Linked DNA regions of Mus musculus: region 1 is linked to region 2. Evidence: chromatin contacts called from public promoter capture Hi-C data. All regions are on one chromosome and are shown on one strand. Each heading gives the region's core, a stretch centred on a gene start, on an enhancer-like site or on the middle of the called end of the contact. The rest is flanking DNA. Distances are from core to core; before and after follow the strand shown. Region 1 overlaps Stat1 (signal transducer and activator of transcription 1). Region 2 overlaps Stat4 (signal transducer and activator of transcription 4).

The links. Capture Hi-C pulls out chosen DNA fragments and counts their contacts.
Region 1: a promoter capture Hi-C map of adipose tissue shows a contact between it and region 2. The contact joins two enhancer-like sites. A contact is called at or near these places in 1 of 115 datasets of contacts at active chromatin or transcription factors (CD8 T cells) and 2 of 9 other capture datasets (adipose tissue and liver).

What each region holds. Positions count from the first base shown.
Region 1 is chr1:52,149,593-52,152,292 of GRCm38.p6, reverse strand. Stat1 (signal transducer and activator of transcription 1) reads right to left here. Exons shown (of 25, transcript NM_009283.4): 19 at 1,625-1,674; 20 at 961-1,055; 21 at 1-60. Among named protein-coding and RNA genes, the nearest start is that of Stat1, 32 kb to the right of the region's middle. Within about 2 kb of position 1,447, at least 100 of the 459 cell types and tissues checked have an H3K27ac peak or open chromatin away from gene starts, as enhancers often do. A contact at or near this core is called in CD8 T cells and adipose tissue, where this site is marked.
Region 2 is chr1:52,021,048-52,023,747 of GRCm38.p6, reverse strand. All of the region lies in intron 3 of Stat4 (signal transducer and activator of transcription 4), which reads right to left. Among named protein-coding and RNA genes, the nearest start is that of Stat4, 14 kb to the right of the region's middle. Within about 2 kb of position 1,272, at least 82 of the 459 cell types and tissues checked have an H3K27ac peak or open chromatin away from gene starts, as enhancers often do. A contact at or near this core is called in CD8 T cells and adipose tissue, where this site is marked.

The sequences.
Region 1 (2,700 bases), core at 198-2,697, 130 kb before region 2:
GGCTGCTGGTCCTTGAGCAGAGCGCGTTCTCGCTCCTTGCTGATGAAGCCCATAATGCACCTGGGTATTAAAGAGATGAATGGAGACGCTTTGTGTTTCCCTCGTGAATTTAATTTTCCATTTTGACTTACAGTCTAAGAAACCTGCTGCCGCCTGACAAGAGAACATACTATGAAAATGTATGCTTTCAAAATGCTTAACTGGCACTTAAAGGGAGCATCTCACTTATAGATACATGTGCTAAGTAGGAATCAGGATGAACACCGACTGGGGTGTGGCTTGGTAAACAGGCAATGCGTCGTCGTCTGCTGTTACTTGCTGACTTTAAACACCACGCATGACAGTGTCTGCCTATGCATCTTGTACTGGGGACGCAGCCTCAGGTAACAGCGCTTCAGACACCATCACTGCTGGTCAACTGACAGGAACCCCGGAGATATCAGTTGATCCCTGGACTGAATGAGCTAAACACTTTTCTCTTTCTCTCTTTCCTTCTGTCTCCTTCCTTCTTCCCTTCTCTTCCCTTCCCTCTCCTTCTCTCCTTCCTTCCTTCCTTTTAACAAAAAAGACTGAGTCTCACTGTCAGCCGTGGCTGCCTGGAGCTTGCTGTGCTACGAGCAGAGATCAGCCTGCCTCAGCCTCAGCCTCAGCTGAAGTTAAAGATCTGCACTGCCCCATCTGGTGGTTTCTGATTCTTTATTAGGGCAGTACAGTAAATACTGACAATGTTTGTGAGAATGAATAAATACATTAATGACACTAAGAGGTTTTTGTTTTTAATTTAGCTTTTAAATAGATAGATCTAAATATAGATATCCTAAGACATGCTTAATCTCCTGAGGGTGTCCTTTCAAGGAGCCTTATACCAGGTAAGTGTGCATCTCTGAGCAAAACCCCTGCCAAATCCTGAAGGCCGGCCGGCACTCTGTCCCAGCCTTCGGAGCGCTCAGGGACGCTTACCCATCATTCCAGAGGCACAGCAGGTGCTTCTTAATGAGCTCTAGGATGGTGTCAATCCAAGGCCAGAAGGAGAAATTTTTATCATTAATATTTTCCTGCAAGTATACAAATGCACAATTGGTTAACCAAAGCACTGCTTTGCCCTGCCCCTCCAAAGAGACCCCAGATCAAGCAAGAGGGGCAGTCGTTCCTGAGTGGAAATGCCTGGCTGGCTCCCCCTGCCTCTTTCTGACTTGCTAGAGCTTCTCCCTCCTTGGCTCCCTTTCCCAAGAGCAGCACCCGGCAAAGGTGACTTCCCAGATGACTGGAAAACAAGAGTGTGCTCACTGTAGCAGAAGCCAGCATGAGCAGCTCAGCTCCTGCTGGCGAACCGTGCAGGGTCTCACCACCCTGTGCAGGTGCCCTCGAGCTGGGGTAGCTCTGCACAACTGCTCCGTGCACGGTTCCCACGGCCTTAGCCAGAGCCCTGCTGATTAAGAGGCTGGGGCGAGGGATGTGGGAGAGTGTTATCACTCAGGCAGGTGCTTCCTGCCGGCTGGTCTCGGTCGGTCTCTGCTTGCAGACCAACCTCCTGCCCTGTAGGAAGGTAAACAACTTGTCCTAGTGGGTGTGAGGGGGACACATGAACATGCCAGAGTAAGCAAACAACCCAGGGAGGACCCACCTTACAAAACCTTGTCCATGGAATAAGACCATCAGGGCCAGCATTAGGGCCTAGAAACAAACACAAAAACGAACAAACAAACAAAAATCGCCTTTTTACCAAACAGAAATTGATCTGCTGCTCTAGTTGGACTGAGAGCTCTTGTATCTATTGCAAAGGGTGACTACAGCAGAGGTGATATTCTCTCGTATATTAACTTGAAATGGGCCTCTAGTTACACAGGCTGAAAGGACCAACAAGCAGTTTAAAACCTACGAATGGTGGCTTTGTTTCACCCCCTTTATTTATAGGCAGGGTCTCCCCGTGTAGCTCAGTCAGGCCTCAAACTCCTTGCTTCCCATCCTTGCCTCCGACTCCGCCAGCCTGAGATGACAGATGCGCACCACCATGCTGCTGTCTGTTGGTTTGATTCCAACAGCATGAAGGAATGCATGGAGGATTACTGAGATCGGATTATGAAAGCGCAGAGGAAGCTGACATCAAGCCAGCCATCTGGTGCCTCTTAGCTCCTTTCCCAGAGAGCAGGCAGAGCTCTATAAACCCCACCCCAGGACACGCCCTTCCAGGCTGATCTGACTTTGGCATGACCCCTGTCTCCCTGAAGGCTCTGTGGAGAAGCCACCCTTGTCTCTACCCAGCACCACTTCCCGCTGTTCCTCTGCCTACATGAAGTCCCTCCCCACCAAAAGCCCTGCAGAACAAATGTGCAGTTCCAAATAAGGCCGAGATCTCCGGTGGATTTTATAAGCTCACTGTACTTAGATATATCCCTCAGCCTTCTCACAAATTGGACAGTTGTTCAAACTGATACAAGCCATAAATATAATTAGCCATATGAATTAATGCAGCATGTGGTCTGAGCTGTGTTAAGTCCACTACTTTGTTTAAGGGAAACCACTGATACGCTACAACAAGCAGGGAAAAAAAAATCCTTGTATCTCACCAAATGTGGAATACAGAACAAGGTCTGAGACCCTTGTTAATGTGCACAAGTGAGTGAAGACCCTTCCAGGGACATTCAGTTAAGAAAGACCCACTTCGACTACCGTCTGCATCACCCTGCTACACAGACCGCA
Region 2 (2,700 bases), core at 23-2,522:
ATACAGATAAAATAAAAACAGATACATCTTTTAAAAAATTAAAAACTGGTTGTTCAAGACTCAGTTGGTATATATTAAACTGCATTGTAAAAAGAGATATAAAGGAACTCAAAAATGCCCCACCATGGCTCTAGATTCTCACTCAGAATTTTTAATAACATCTGTGAATTGGATACTTCTGATAGAAAAGACTTAAAACCAATAACACTCACATGCCTGTCAAAGTCTTTGTGTAAGATACTTTACCAAGTATGTGCTATTAACTCATCAGTAATTCTGGGATTAGGATGTATGTTCATTTAGATTCTCAGTAGAGCTCAAAAGAGTTACAAACATCTACAGCTAAAGGTGACTGAACCCTTGCGCACATGAACTCACTGGGCCTGGGTCTGCATACACAAGACCTGCACATGATCAAGCTAGCCCAAGTCCCAGTATGTACAGGGGACTGGCTCACAAAGTCCCACCCCAAGCATAGGGGCAACTGACAATTGATGACTGTAGGCAGGAAGAGTGTTTTATTCAGAGATGTGACCCCTGGGAGGTTTCAATGGTCACTGGGTGACCCTACAGCTACTCATGTACAATAGCACCAAGTGGGATCTGTGGGCTTTAAAAGAAGCTGGGGTTGGGGGAGAATAAGGGAGGGTTCAAGGAAGGGCTATAGGGGTAGATCTGACCAAAAAAATTATATGCATTTTTAAATTCTTAATAAAAATATTATAAAAATAAAGGCATTATAGATATGAGAAAGTAATAGCCTCTAAAATATAGGACATACAAAACATGAAGAAAAATTATAAAAGGTAAAACATTCTTCCCTTCATTAATAAGTTCCTCCATGCACTATGTGGAGAAAATAGTGTAATTTATAGCGGAGGTGACAAAGGGAAACATTCCTGGTGCTCACACTGAGCTGTGCAGCAGGATCCGAGGACTCTACTATATGCATATCATACACTAGTAAAAAGCTTTTTAAGTGATGTACTCGGCCCTAAGAGCATTGCATTAACATTTCTTTTGGCTGAGTATACACCAGTTTCATGATAGCAAAGTGGAGAAGGGAAGAAGGTAAATGTCTCATGTCCAGTTTCGAAGTGATTCTCCATCTGTTGGTTGCTTTATTGTTCTGGCAAGTGAAGAACTTCAAAGCCTGTGGTCCTTTATTATGAAGAGTCACTGCTCTTGACTCAGCTCCTGGAGAGTGGGCATTGGTTCCAAAAGACCACTAGTGCCTCTCCTGTGAAGTTCTAGGGTGTTAGTGTGTGGCTGCCTTACACTTCAGTATTTTGTTGTCTTCAGTTATTGGTTTTTTCTCTTAGCCTTCTTCCTCTGAAAGGTTTCCCCAACTTCTGCTTTTGGCTACCACATCAAACCTTCTCTCTCACACCATTTGTCGTAAACAATACTTTGTAAAACTAGTTCCCCCATCCTCAGAAACTGATGACATCAGGAAGTCAAAGTGTACAATCTGAATTGCTTTTGTGGACTCTGAACTGTATTTACACTGATGTGACATTTGCTCTGCTAGTCAAAGGATATTTATTGGAATAAGGCAATGATCATATTTCAATGTCAGCTCTATTTCTCATTATTACACAAGACACAGAGCCTCTTACTACACACTAAGCTGTGTGCTAAGAGCTGGTAATATGAAGAACAGTGTATGCTGGCAGCTTGGTCTTGTGGCATTAAGTATATATAGACAACGTAGACAATGTAGTTCCAAGTCCTTTATGCTAGTTTTCGTATCAAACTCATATTATCTCTCCTCCCTTCCCCAAACTAATTAAGATGTATTATTATATGTGAAATAACCCAAATTAAGTGATACAATTGTCTCATTTTTAATTCTCTCACATTTTGCATCTATTCATCCATTAAATGTCAGTCCTTTTACCAAATTACCTCACAATTCCAGCACACAGTCTACATCCCGAGTGACGCGTCCCCATTTTTTTCTTGCTGACTTATAATAATGACCAAATAGGTCTTCCCCCAAAAAAAACCCCCATCTATGCCTGATATGCTAAAGTCACGTTGTTGCCATGGAAATCTCTCTCATCACCTATATCTCCAGACAAGGAATGCAAGAACCTAAAGCAAACAGCAAGGAGAGTGACAACGTGCTGAGCTACAGAAAGCCAGTGGGACACAGAATTCCAAGGTCCATCCTGACAGTAGAGAGCAAGTTACAAAAGGCAGGCAGATTGTTTCACAAACAATGCATAGTTTGCCTCCCATGTCTATCCACTAAGGCAGATATCCAGGTTAGATGACAAGAAACAGGCAGTTTCGTGACATTAAGAGCATTTATAGAGGCCTCATTCTTTAAGTACCAACATACTGTTGGCTACTTTTCTTGTTGGTGCAGAGCAAAATATCTGAGGAAAACAACTTAAGGAAGGATTTATTGTGGCTTACATTTGGAGCATACAGTCCATCACAGTGGGGAAATCGTGACAGCAAGAGCATGAAGCACCTGGTCACATCAGATGCAACATTGAGAAGCAGAGAGAAACCAATGTGAGCACTCAGCTTTGATTTGGTCTTTCTGTTCAGTCTGGGATCCCAGACCAAGGAATAGCTCTACCCACATTTTGGGAGAGTTTTCTTAGTTAAATATTAACTCTGTAAACTCCATGAAAGACATCCGATCCTAACAAGTACAGCTACCTATGTAACTTCTTTTATTTTATT